Linked DNA regions of Macaca mulatta: region 1 is linked to region 2. A link is a contact called in public Hi-C data. All regions are on one chromosome and are shown on one strand. Each heading gives the region's core, a stretch centred on a gene start, on an enhancer-like site or on the middle of the called end of the contact. The rest is flanking DNA. Distances are from core to core; before and after follow the strand shown. Region 1 overlaps ZNF469 (zinc finger protein 469). Region 2 overlaps ZNF469 (zinc finger protein 469).

What was found. Hi-C and Micro-C count contacts between places; a contact is called where the count stands out from the background.
Region 1: a contact with region 2 is called in a Hi-C map of sperm, with 3 times the contacts expected there. The contact joins two enhancer-like sites. A contact is called at or near these places in 2 of 14 Hi-C or Micro-C datasets (liver and sperm).

The regions. Positions count from the first base shown.
Region 1 is chr20:83,815,288-83,821,588 of T2T-MMU8v2.0, reverse strand. It overlaps ZNF469 (zinc finger protein 469), which reads right to left. Exons shown (of 5, transcript XM_077986691.1): 5 at 1-6,301. Among named protein-coding and RNA genes, the nearest start is that of ZFPM1, 22 kb to the left of the region's middle. Within about 2 kb of position 3,263, at least 7 of the 40 cell types and tissues checked have an H3K27ac peak or open chromatin away from gene starts, as enhancers often do.
Region 2 is chr20:83,575,386-83,582,029 of T2T-MMU8v2.0, reverse strand. All of the region lies in intron 1 of ZNF469 (zinc finger protein 469), which reads right to left. Among named protein-coding and RNA genes, the nearest start is that of ZNF469, 88 kb to the right of the region's middle. Within about 2 kb of position 5,124, at least 5 of the 40 cell types and tissues checked have an H3K27ac peak or open chromatin away from gene starts, as enhancers often do.

The sequences.
Region 1 (6,301 bases), core at 2,014-4,513, 240 kb before region 2:
AGAGGTGCCCAGGCAGGAGAACAGGCCAGCAGGTGCTGGGGGCCGGGAGGGTCCCTGCAGGATGGAGATACTGGCAGCTGCCCCCCCAGCCCACCTCGGGCCTTGGTGGCACTGGAAGGCGAGGTGGGTGGGTCTTCACGGGGGAGGGGCCCGAGGCTGCAGGGCATGGGGGTGGCTGAAGTGGGTGAGGGGGCGCAGGCGGTCAGGTCCCCAACAGAGGGTGTTGGGTTATCCCCTTCGGCCAGCAGTGGCTTGTTCAGGCCAGCGCTGGACGCCCTCTCTGGAGTCCGGCCCTCAGATCCATTTTGGGTGTAGGCTGCTGTTAAGACTAGCGCTAGGGACTCCCTATCAGGGGATGGGGGGCTCGGGGTGGGCTGGGCGTCCTCCTGAAGGCTCGTGGCTGCCCTGCTTCCCTTGTGCTTCTCCAGCAGGACTGCACCCTCGGCGGGGCTGGCCAGCACTGTTTTGGGACTGGCATTGACTGAGGCGTGGTTATCCATCCCCCCTTGGCTCCCCCCGTTCTCTGGCTGAAGCTGGTTGCCTCTGCCTTGGCCCTGGGTTTTCTCAGCCTGGCCAAGCAAGCCTTGATGTCCATCTGCCTCCAGCCCCAGCTGACGTCTGGTCACTGCAGGGAGAGTTGTCACCTGCACACCCCCTGGGGAGCCCTGGGCAGGGCCACAGGCCACCTTCCCTCCTTCTACAGTGCCCCCTTTGCGACCTGAGAGGTTCACTCGCCGAGGGCTCTGGGCAGCAGGTGTCGGCTCCTGCAAGCCCAGGATGCCATCTGCACTCTCAGCTGCTCCGGGCCCTGGGAGCGGGAGCTGACGTAGGGGGCTCGAAGCTGGGTCCTGGGACCTCCTGCTGGGGTGGGTGTTGGACACACAAGCAGGACTTGGCACAGGGACCAACCAAGCCTCCCTGCCCCGGGGGGCAGTCAGTGAGGAGGCCCCTGCCGGTGCAAACTCACTATCCTCAAAGTCAGGCCTCCCTGCCGTCGGGTAGCAGCGCCCACCTGCTTTGCCTGCAGAATGTCCCTGGGCAGTATGGCTGTGACTGGCACCAAAAGGCCAGGTGGCATCCAGAGGTGGAGCCCCGTCACCCTGAAATGCCAAGTCAGGGGCCAGATGGACAGCAGGGCTGCCAAAAGCTTCTGGAGCAGGAGTCTCTCGGTGGGGCCGGTCTGCTGCGCCGGGTTCTGGCAGGAACCCTCCTCTCTGTTCACAGGGAAGCGGCCACAGGGAGTCTTTACTTTCTTGTGAGCCGGCGGCCTCCTTATTCTTAGGAAATGAAAGTTCCTGGTTGGGGCTGCACTTTGCTAAGCTCCCGGCATCCAGCTGTGGCCCCGGCTGTTTGCTGGGGTCAGGCAGGCAGGTATCTGGGGGGACCCCGCTGTTTCCTTCTGCCTGGGAGAGTCCAGTCTTGGAGGCTCTGGCTTTTTGCACCGGCTGAAAATGGAAGTTGGCTCCCCTGGGGCTGAAAGGAGTCCCAGAAACCAGGTCTTCCTGGGCACAGGGGCGAAGGGCTGCCTCTCCCGAATGGAAGGAGGCTGGGCAGGGCCACGTCCCCCCGGGCCTCCCCTGAACCCCTTCCACGGTGGCCACAGCCGTTTCCGCACCCTCTCGATGTGCGGTAGATTCCCCAACGCCCGTGAGGTCAGCTGCTGAGAACGTGTCCTTGTGGGGCACAGTGGCCTGGCACGTGTGCGGTTGGGAGGGTGGCTCTGTGCCTGTGTCCAGCTCCACCCGGCCCACAGACTCAGCTTCTCCAAGTTCTCTCGGGGCCCCATGGGTTTCTTTGCTTCTTTGCAGCTGACTTTCTAACTCGGTGACCAATTTCTGGATCTCCAGTTCGTCCTCGGACAGGTGACTCATAAGAGTGACATTACATCCGCTCCCCTTCCCAGGCAAAGGCGGGGCATTGGGAGCCACTCTCCGTTCAGGGGGACACATCTTACTGAGCACCTTTCCCCCCGAGAGATCAGGAAAATGGCTAGGCACCATCGGGGATACTTCCTCAAGCAGCAAAAAAGAGGGGTACGGTGGATCTAACGGTGGCGTCTTCTGGGGAGGGTCGGCACATGCAAATGGCAGCTGGGGGTCCCTGTTTGCAGACAGGCTGCCATAGAGGGGTGGGTCGAATCTGTCCACCGGCAGGTCCGGGAAAAGGGATGTGGACTCCAAGGTCAGTGGCGATGCGGCTCTGCCTGGGTCCGTTTCAGCCATGCCAGGTGGCCTCTTAGGCAGCTGTGGCTCGAGGGAACCGGCATCCTCGCCATCCTGGCAAAGGCAGGAGCTGCTGGCCGGCGGGGCATCTGTGGCTGAGGGCTTGGGGTGCAGTTCTTCCAGGAAACAGCCAGCCAGGTCTTTGGGTCCAAGGAACAACTCACTGTGGGGGCTGCTGTAGGACTGAGGCCCCTTTTTGGCAACCGGAACCCCCAAGGGGTCTCCGTTAAAACCAGCAGGGTCACAGCCCAAACTGGAGACCTTTGAAGACAGAACACTGGGTTTGGGGCAGGCGGTACTTGAGGGGTTAGCCATGGGTGCCAGAAATTCTCCAGGCTGGTGGGCAGGGGGGTCCTTGCTGTTGTGGGAGACAGGAGGGGCCTGTGTGCACCCAGGACCACCCAGCAGGCTGCCCACACCTGGCGTTGGTGAGCTTCCGTGGGGCGCTGTGTTGGCGAGGCTTCCGGATAACTCGGGGGTGCCGGCGTCATGTCTGCTGGGCTGTGGCTGCTCTGGCGTCAGGAGACAGCGGCTTTCTCCCACACAGGCGGCTGGAGGAGAACGCAAAGGCTCTGTGAATTCTGCGGTGTCTGGGGGTGACTCTTTGGCAATTTCAGGCTCCTTGGCCTCCTGGGGCAAGTCCAGCGATGGGGGGGTTTCCTCTGGGGTCTCGGTGTTGGTGGGGACCTGCAGGGGATCCTTGGGGGCCACTGAGGGGCGATCAGCACACTTGGGGCCTCTCTCCCTGGCGGCCACTCCCGGCTCCAGGCTTCGAGATGGGCCATGGGCCTGAGGGCTCCTGCCCGGGCCTGGGCGAGGCCTGCCTGGCTCCTCGGGGTTCGGGGGGGCTCTGTCCCCGCCGGCTTCCTGCCTCACTGCCTTCCGGGGTATCTGCTGCTCTCCATCCTCTCTGGGACCCGGGGTCGAGTCCACTTCCTTCCTCTTCTCGCCTCGGCACCGCCGGCCTCTGAAGCCGGGGCCCCGCTGCGGAGGCGGCTCGTCCTCCTCGGACTCCGAGGCGTAGTCGTACTCGCGGAGCCTGCGGTCCTCGGCACCGGGCTGGGGCCTCTCCGCCGCCAGCGAGCTGCGCCTGCCCGTCTGCCGCCCCAGCCCCAGCCGCCGGTAGCGCTTGTTCTTCTGCTGCACGATTTTCAGGATGAGCTCCTTGCCCCAGGTGCCGCCCCGAGCCTTCCTCTTCCTGGGGTCCTTCTTGGGGGGCAGCCGGAGGCGCTGGGAGCTCCGGGTCTCCTCGGGGAGGGCGGCGGCTCCCCGAGACTGGCGGGCGGGGTCTGCACGGCCTTCGGGGCCCTGAGTTCTAAGGCCCCGGGGGCGGGGTGGGGGCCGCTCCCCGAGACTGCCCTTCCTCCTGGGCCTCAGGCCGGAGGCTCTGCTGCCCCCGCCCGACCCCTCTGCTGCGCTGGCCGTGCCCAGATCCTTCCGGAACAGCTTCAACTGCTTCCCTCTCCTCTGCTGCCTGCCCTGGCTGGGCGCATCCGCCTCGATGGGGGCCAGACCCAGGGAACGCGTTTTGGGCCTGCCCCAGGCTGGGCCGCCCCTGTCCCCAGGGCGGGGGGCTTGGGGGTCCGGTGTGGCTGCTGGGAGCGGGGGCGGAGCTTTGTTCTCCGGAGTCACCCCCGCCTTGGTCTTGGGGGGCTGTCCAGTGCTGGGACCTCTGGGCCCGGAAGGCTCCTCGTCCGCAAAGACGTCGATGAAGCTGCTGTCGATCTCGGGGTTGTCCGACTGGTACTCCATGCCGTTGAGCGCCTCGGTGATGAGGCTGTCCAGCTTGGCGTCGTCTTCCATATCCAGGTCCGAGGCGGGGAGCGGGAAGGGGGTGGCGGCCAGGCTGGGCAAGAAGCCCGTCCTCAGCGGGTCGTCTTTACCCTCCGCCTGGGCGTCCCCGGCCAACAGGAAGGTCTTCGTGTGGTTGAGCAGGACCGGATGTGCGTCGGCGGGGACTTTGGGGGCAGCGGTGGGCGAGGGGAGCCCAGGGGGGCCTGGGGACCGCTGGTGGCCATCCTTGGCCCTGGCCAGGAGCAGGCCGCAGAACTGCCGGTGTGCCAGGAAGGCTGCCAGGCTGCTGTAGTTGCGGTCGCACTGCCTGCAGGTCAGCAGCACGTCCAGCTGGTCCAGGCTGGCACTGCTGAGGGAGAAGTGGTGTGTGGGGTACGGGGGCGGCACGCGGGGGAAGTCCTGCAGCCCTCCCCGGCCCACCTCGGGGCCCTCGTGGGGGAATGGGGTCTCCTCCAGGCACTGGAAGGCACCCTCGGCTCCCAGCCCATCTGCGGGAAAAGGAAAGGCCTTGGCTGGCTCTGGCTGGTAGTGGGTGGGGAGGGAGTGGGGGGGCTCCGGGGACGGGAAGGGGCTGCCCGTCTCCTGGGGGTGAGTGGGTGGGTGGAAGAAGGCCGGGGGCCCCAGTGAGCTGGGGAGCTGGCTTTCCTCTGAGCTGGGGTTGGCGGGGCTGCTGGACATCGGCGACAGGGAAGAGCAGGTGCTGCCGGCCGTGTTGGTGGCCGGTGACGGCAGCGGGGACTCGCTGGGGGAGGCTCCCACCACCCTGGGTGGGGGCAGGCTGGGTGTCCCGTGGGGTGAAACCTGGGGCTGGGCCACCCCGAAGAACAGGGGCTGGGCTCCAGGGTCTGTCATTCCGTTGTAGGTGAACAGCACTGGGGAGCCGCCTGGGCTGCTTCTCACGGCTGGCAGCTTCTCCCCGGGTCCCGGTGTCTTGCCAGCAGTGCCCAGGGCTCCTTGGCTGCTCCCCTGCCACTCGGGGGCCCCCGCGGGGAAAGGCAGCCGGCTCAGCATCTCCATTCCATGGGGGCTTGGCCCAGTGGTCGGGAGCACCTGGGACCAAGGCAGGGGGGCACTCTGGGGCAGGCAGAGCCGCTGGCCTGGGCTGGGCTGGCTGTTAAAGAACACACTCCTGGTGGCAGCCAGGGGGCCCCTGGGAGGTGTGGGGTAGGGGGCTGCTGTGGGATCCCACAGCTGGGGCAGCCTGGCAGGTGGGGGCCCTGGGGCAGCCAGCTCAGTGTCCAGAGGCCCCGGGCTGGTGTCCACCCCGCTGGCTCCGTATGCCTGCCCTGGAAAGTGCCTCTGGGGTAGGGAGCTAGGGGGCCCTCTGGTACTCCCCAGCCCATCCTGGGCTGAAGGTGGTCTTTCGGGAAGGATTTTGGTCAGGCTCTTGTGCAAACTGTCGGAGAAGGGTCTCGGGGCCGAGTGAGCAGCTCCAGGGGGAGAGAGGGCACCACTGAGGTTGCTGTGGGGGTTGAGGCCACCTGCCTGGCCCTGGTAGCAGGGTAGGGGTGAGGGCGCAGGCTGGGTGGGCAGCGGGTAGGCAGGGCCCGTGCCCACGGCCTCCTCCGGCCACGCTCCCTGGGGCTGGTGGAAGGCAAACACCAGTGGCCCATCGGTGAATGCGTGCCCAGCCACATCCGCAGGGAAGGGTTTTGTGCTGGCCCCATGCAGTGCCGGGAAGGGGAACTGGAAGGAAACTCCCCTGGGGCTGCCGCCGGGCCTGCTGCCTTTGGGAATGGGCTCCGGCTCGGCGGGGGGAACCCCAAAATTAGCACCTGGGAAGCTATTCTCAGCAGCGGGAGGCCAGGAGTCGGCCCCACTGGCCTGGAATTCGGGATAGGAACCGGGCCGGAGGGGGCTGGTGCCCCTGCTCTGGGGGGGCCCCGGGGCTGGGGGTCTGGGGGTGGCGCTTGGTGAGGTATAGTTGGTGGAGGTAAAGCTGGAGGGTGTCTCCTGGAAGCACCTGTGGAAGCCAAGCTCTTCGGCGGTGGACTGGGCCTCAGTCCTTGGGAGGCCCGGCCTGAGTGGAGTTCCAGTCCCAAGGGCCCGGGGGGCCTCCGCCTCAGGGAGCTGGGCAGCCTCCAGCTGTGGGTTCTCTGGTGTCTCGTCCAGGATGGGCTTGGTCCTCGAGCTGGCGATGCTCAGACTGTAGCACTGCGGGGGGCTGCCCTCTGCCCTGCCCGCCAGCCTTGAGGGAGCCTGCAAGGGGCTTCTCCCCGGTGGGGTCTGGGGGCTGCCCCCATTCCCAGGGGTGCTGCTCAGGGCCTGGCCTCTCAGGGGTGGGG
Region 2 (6,644 bases), core at 3,875-6,374:
GAAGTAGCTCCAGCAGTTGGTTCCCAGGCAAGAAGCTGGTGGGGTTCTGACTTCTACCCTGATTCACACCCTTTCCTCCTGCCCTCAGAGTGGTCCTTCTCCTGCTCTTGTTCATTCATCCCCTTTAGCCCTTTTGTATTCTCTTCTGTAGCTGAACCACAAACAACAAATACATGATAAATATTTTCCAAGCACATCAGATGCATCGTGTCAATTTCCCTGCCCCAGCCCAGTGGGGTGGGTGATGTCTTTGCAGCCCCCACTTGCCAGGGGCACCTTATGGGCATCCAGATCTCCAGACCACAGAGCCAGGGCCCACCCAACCGCATGGTGCTGTCTGCTCTGTACGCATTCCACGAGCTCCGTGGCCTGGCCCAGCCCCAGTTGGAACCTCGGGTGCCCTTCACTCTTCCAAAAGAGGTTGTTTCCTTTCAAAGAAAGGAAAGAGTAGAACTGCAGACTGCGTTTGGCTACACAGCCTGGGAACAAAATAACCCACACAAACAAAATCCACAAGGAGCCCCAAGCCTTCACTTCAATCCACTTGGCTTTCATCACCCTCCTGGTCTCATATTTTCCTTTCTATCCTTCAGAGGAGGGTAGCTCATAAGACTTTATCTCTCGCCTCTGGTAATTGTTTCCCAGTGCCCCTAGCACTGCTATATAACAAATGACCACTGATTTAGAGGCTTCCAACCACACACATCTAGTCTCTCCCAGTTCTGGAGGTTGGAGGTCTTAAGGTCCAGGTGTTGGCAGGGGCTGGCTCCCTCTGGACACTCCTGGGAAGAGCGATGATGAATATCTATTGTTCTAAAGTCCAGTTTGTGGCAGTGTGTTCCAGAGGCAACAGGAAACTGATACTCCATAGAAGTCAGTGGGAAAGCAAGACTACAACAGATCATAGCACTCCTGTTTACACAACATACTTCCCCAGTTCAAGCCAGCACCCTCCTCTGCTGGGTTCTCCAGCAGCCTCAGCTCAACCTCTATCTCAGCCCACCAAATGCAACAGAGATGCTTCTAAAACACAGTGTTGCTTCCAGCCTGGAGTCTTCAATAGCTCCCCATTGCCCTTAGTACAAACACTGATCTGAAGCATCCATTGTGAGGCTGCAGCTGTGTGTGATCTCTGGATTTACTGCTCCAGCTCATGCTCTGCTCCCTCTCCTTCCTGTCCTCCCTCCTCCACCTCCTGAACACGAACCTCCACTACTTTCACAAACACACCACCTGTCCTGTTGTGTCAGTTAAGAGGGTGAGTGCCTGGCATGGTGCCAGGTGCATGGTGGGGCTATGCTGGGACTGAGCAAGGCGTCACCTCTGATTCAGCCACTACCCAGGCAGGTGCCCAGGGATTCCACTTTTCTCCTCTAAAGATGACAATATTGGGCCTGAAATTAGCCTTAATGGTCTACCCCACTCTTGTGAGTTTATAACAATCAAAACATTTTGGGCCACGAAAAAAATTGCCCAGAAAAACGAGGAGGTTTTGGCCTGGTGTATCCAGATTAGCTGTTTGTGTGGATTGAGACCCACCCGCAAAGCCCCCAGCCCCATGTATGGGTACCCATTTTGCAGCACAAAGGGTCAAGACAAGGCAACAAGAGAGAGAAGTAGAGGAAGTAACAGGGTGGGTGGGGTTGGAAATTGGGTGGGGGGGGTTGGAAATTGGGTGGGTGGGGTTTGGAATTGGGTGGGCGGGGCTGGAAATTGGGTGGGTGGGGTTGGGAATTGGGTGGGTGGGGTTGGAAATTGTGAGAAGGATCTTGAAAGTTCCCCAGAGTCTGGTTGCTTCCTGGTTGGTTAAAATTTCTGTGCCTTTTTCTTTTCTTTCCTTTTATTTTGAGACAGTCTCACTCTGTCACCCAGGCTAGAGTGCAGTGGTGTGATCTCGGCTCACTGCAACCTCTACCTCTACCTCCTGGGTTCAAGCAATTCTCCTGCCTCAGCCTCCCAAGTACTTGGGATTACAGGTGCCTGCCACCACACCCGGCTAATTTTTTGTATTTTTAGTAGAGACGGAGTATCATCATGTTGGCCAGGCTGGTCTTGAACTCCTGATCTCAGTTGATCCACCTGCCTCGGCCTCCCAAACTGCTGGGATTACAGGTGTGAGCCCCTGTGCCTGGCCTATGCCTTTTTCTATGGCAACGATTAGCACAGAAAACAATTCCCCCATAGGGGCACTTCCCCAGCACCCAGCCCCGTGCCTGGCATACAGTAGGAGCACAATAAGTGCATGTGGAATGGGTGGATAAATGAACATGCCCAGTGCTTTTCTAGAGGGCAGGTCCCAGGGGTGTGCAGACACACATGTCCAGGTGTCCAAATACCCCTCCCCAACTCCAGTCAGAGAGAGACCCCAAGCATTAGCATCCTTATCCCGTCATCTCTTCCCCCGGTGCTATCTGGAGACATGCATTTGGGTTGTTATGATCAGAAATGACAGTAGCAATTTGTACTTGGGAAGGTCCAATAGAGGTATAACTGAGTCAATGCAGCCGACTGTGTTAGGAGCTACACTTCCTCAAGGCTCCAGAGGCTCTCTCTACAAAGGGCCAGTGCATAAGCGATGTCCTTTCAGTGTTTTTAATGAGACATCCCCCCCTCATTGGGGAACATTCTAGACACAAGGTTTGAGAAAGAAGGACCTTCCTTTCCAAAAGGGAAAAATGAGGCCACATTTAGCTTACTGAGCATCCATTCTAAATGGCATTTGAGGTGCCTTCTATGTGCAGAAGCAGGTAGTGACACAAATGCATGAGTGGTGCATGGTCCCCACGCCAGGGACTAGTATGGAAGGCTCTGCTTCTCAAACTCCAAGACAGGTGCCCCCGGAGTCTCGTTGAGATGTAGATTCTTGTGCAGTGAATCTGGGCAGGGGGAGGGTCTGCTTTTCTAACGGGCTCCCGAGGGCTACAGAGGCAGCTATCCTGGTCCGGGATCCATGTTCCCAGCCTGAAGACCGGTGGCACTGGCCATCCCTGAGAGCTTGTTTGATATGCAAATTCTGGGGCATCCCAGACCTCCTGCCTCAGAATCCCTGGGAGTGGTGCCTGGGGACCTGGGTTTATACAGGCCTCCAAGAGATTCAGATGCCCTGGCAAGTGTGAGCACCATGGGGGCCAGACCACGGCAACAGCCCATCCAGGAGCTGCACTTTGCCCTTCCCGCACGCTGTAAGATACCATTAAGCAGCCCATGCCGTCCACTAGGCCAGGCGCAGCCTCAGCACCCTCCAGGCAGGAGTCCAGGTCCCCAGGATGATCGTATGACACCCCAGGTCTACATAGACACTAAGCAGACAGCAGATGGTCCCCCAAGATGTGATAGATGCTACCCAAGTGAGACGTGAAGTTACCTGGGTGCTCGGTCTGGGGAGGGAGCAACCTCTGGTGCTCTGGGGGAGAGGAAGTGTTGAGGTGTCACAGGAGAGGTGAGACGTGATCTTGGGCTTGGAGGGGAAGGAGGAGTCGTCCAGGGCAGCAAGGGAGGGCACTCCAGGCCGAGGTCACAGCACGGGCAGAGGCACAGAGGTGGGAAAGCTCGTTGCTTGGAAACTGCGTAAATCAGCTTAGAGCCAGGCCCTGAGCTCCAAAATGGAGATGGGGTCATGGGAGGAGAACCGGGGAGCAGGCGAGCCAGGAGGCTGGTGTGAGAGACAGGGCCTAGGACGCATCCCGGGAAAGCCCCTGCCCACCCACTTTTCTTCCCAGGCCCCTTTCCTGAGACCCTGCTGGGAAAAAAAAAAAGAGACGACAGCACAGGAGGAGCAGAGAGGGGTCGACGTGATTTCAGACACTCCAAGATAAACAGGGAAACTAAGAGTTGAGACTCGTTACATTAGCCATGGGAAAAATCACCATTAGGCACCGCATTTTAATACAGCATTCTGTCTGGTTTTGATTTCACAGATGTAAAAAAAAAAAAAAAAATTGCAGGCAATCTGTAATTAAGTTGGACTACTTCAAACTGTTTCTATAAACCATATTTGGGATCCTTCCAGTGTTTCTGAGATTCAATTTACAGAGATTTCTTCAAATCAAAAAAATAAAGAAAAAAGAAAGAGAAAAAGAACCAAACACGGTCCGTGGGGAGCAGCGGTTGGGGTCCCAGCCGGTGTGATGCTCCCACAAGGGGCCTCCCTTTGCTGGTGTAATTGGCGTAATTCACATTGTTCTGATTACAGAGGGCCTGTGAGATGCTGCGTTTAGGACACATTCTGGAGGTTTTCCTTCCTGCATGCAATTTCATCCGCATCTTTATCAGCGAGAATTTTGCTGTTAATAGAACGTGTGTTCCCATGCTAAGCGTGAAACTGGAGTCACACATCTGGGCAGGTGCTGGGCCCACAGGTGCTAGGTTCTGTGGGGTCCGGTCGGATCTGGGAGACCTAGCTTGGAGGCGTCCACCCCAGGCAAAGAAGAGCTGCCTCAGAGTCCCCAGCCTGTGCCACCCTCTCAGGGCTCCCCCAACCAGGTGAGCTGGATCCTGGGGTCTCCACAGACACCTCGGCTAGTCCTGACCTGCTGGCCAGATACCCACCGGCCCTGCCTTCCAGAGGGCCCCTCTGCATCATCTTCACACCCCAGGGCCTCCCAGCTGCCCCCCCTGCAGGGCTGCTGGAACTTTCTCCCGAGACAAAGCCTGCCATTGTGCCTCCCTGGAACCCGTCTCCGCAGTGGGGGGACAGGGTGTGTTGAGCGTCCTGGGTCCAGTGTCCCCGGCGTGTCCTGCATCTCGGGAGCCAGCTCCTCTGCAGCTGAGGCCCCGTGAGTCACAGCAGCTTCCTCAAATGCTTTGGCTGGTCACATCCCCCTGCCTCGCCAGAACCCTGGATGCCGGAGCCCTCCCAGCGAGAGCCGTGTTTATTTTACTTTACATACATTTTCCAACACGGAGCAGCTTGAACACACGCAGCTCTTACGCCCAGGGCGCACATCTCAGAAGCCCCATGTGCGACTCTGACTGCCTTATGATCCTCTGTCGGGGAAGGTGGGCCCGCCTTGCTTTGGGGGGACCCGCGCCCGACACTGATGTCTCAGTGCTGTCGTCTGCCTCTTGGCCCCTGCTGGTCCCCTCTGGGAGCAGAGGCGGTCGGAAAGCCCCGGGGCCCACATGCAGGCTTCGGGAGGAGGCAGCCCGCCAAGATCGGCTCCCGGCACGTGATGGGAGTCTGGCTCACCTTCCCCCAGCACACGATGGGGCTGGAGCCTCCCCGGTCGGCCTGGCCTGCTAGAAAGGAACGGCTCTGTTTCCAGAGGCTTCTGGCGAAGCCCATGGCCTCCCATTGTTGGCTGATTTATAAGGAGGGGAAAGGCCAAGTGTGGATGCCATTAGCATAACCTAATCCAGATCCCACGACAAGTCCAGGATCCCGCAGGGGAGAGGGCATCCTTGAACGTGAAGGACTGGGTTTGGAAACTTGTCCTACCAGAAGAAAGGTCTCCGGGCCCACCCACACCCCCCTTCTGGATGCCCCCGGAGTCAAATGCACTCCTCAGTAAGATGGACCATGAACAGCAGCAGCAGCCGGTGTGGGCCCAGCGATTGGAAGCTCAGAGTGTAGGTACCTGACTTGACTCGTCCCCAGGACAAGGCCTGTGAGCGGGAGGGGGTGCTCTGAGTGTGCAAATGTGTGAGAGCATCTGTCTGTGGGTCTGGGCACACGAGTGTATATGTGTTTGTGTGTGCATGTACTATATTCACGTGTGTGAGTCTGTGAATGTGTGTGTCTATGCATCTGGACACACAAGTGTGTATGCGTTTGTGTGTGCATGTACTATATTCATGTGTGGAGTGCGTGAATGTGAGAGTGTGTGTCTGTGGGTCTGGGCACATGTATGTATGCATGTGTTTGTGTGTGCATGTACTATATTCATGTGAGTGTGCAAATGTGTGAATGTGAGTGTGGGTCTGGGCACACGAGTGTGTATGCATGTTTCTATTGTATTCATTTGAGTGTGTGTACATGTGAATGTGTGTGTGTTATCTGTACACACAAGTATATATACATGTGTGTGTGCATGCATTGTATTCATGTGTGTGTGAGTGTGCGAATGTGCAAGTGTGAGTGTACAAATGTGAGAATTTGAGTGTGCCTGGGTGTCTGGATATGCGAGTGTATGTGTGTGCCTGTGTTCGTATCAATGTATGGGTGTGCCCGTGGTTATGAGTATGTGTCTGTGCCTGGATGTCTGGATATGTGTATGCCTGTGTATCCATGTCTGGGTGTACCCATGGGTGTGAGTGTGTGTGCATGTGTGTCTGGATATGTGTGTGCCTATGTGAGCGTGTATCCATGTTTGGGTGTGGCCATGTGTGGATGTGTCTGTGCATGGGTGTCTGGATATGTGAGTGCCTGTGAGTACGTGTGTGTGTATCCATGTCTGGGTGTGCCCGTGGGTGTGACTGTGAGTGTGTGTGTCTGCGCACGGGTGTCTGGATATGTGCATGCCTGTATGAGTGAGTACCCACTGGGTGTGCCCGTGGGTGTGAGTGTGAATATGTAAGTCTTGTGTGTGCATGAGTGTGTTCACATGAGTGTGAGGGTCTGTGCATAGGAGCCTATTGTGTGAGTGTGTGCATGTGGATTGCATTTATGTAAGTCCGTGTCTGTGTGCACACACGTGTCCCCGCAC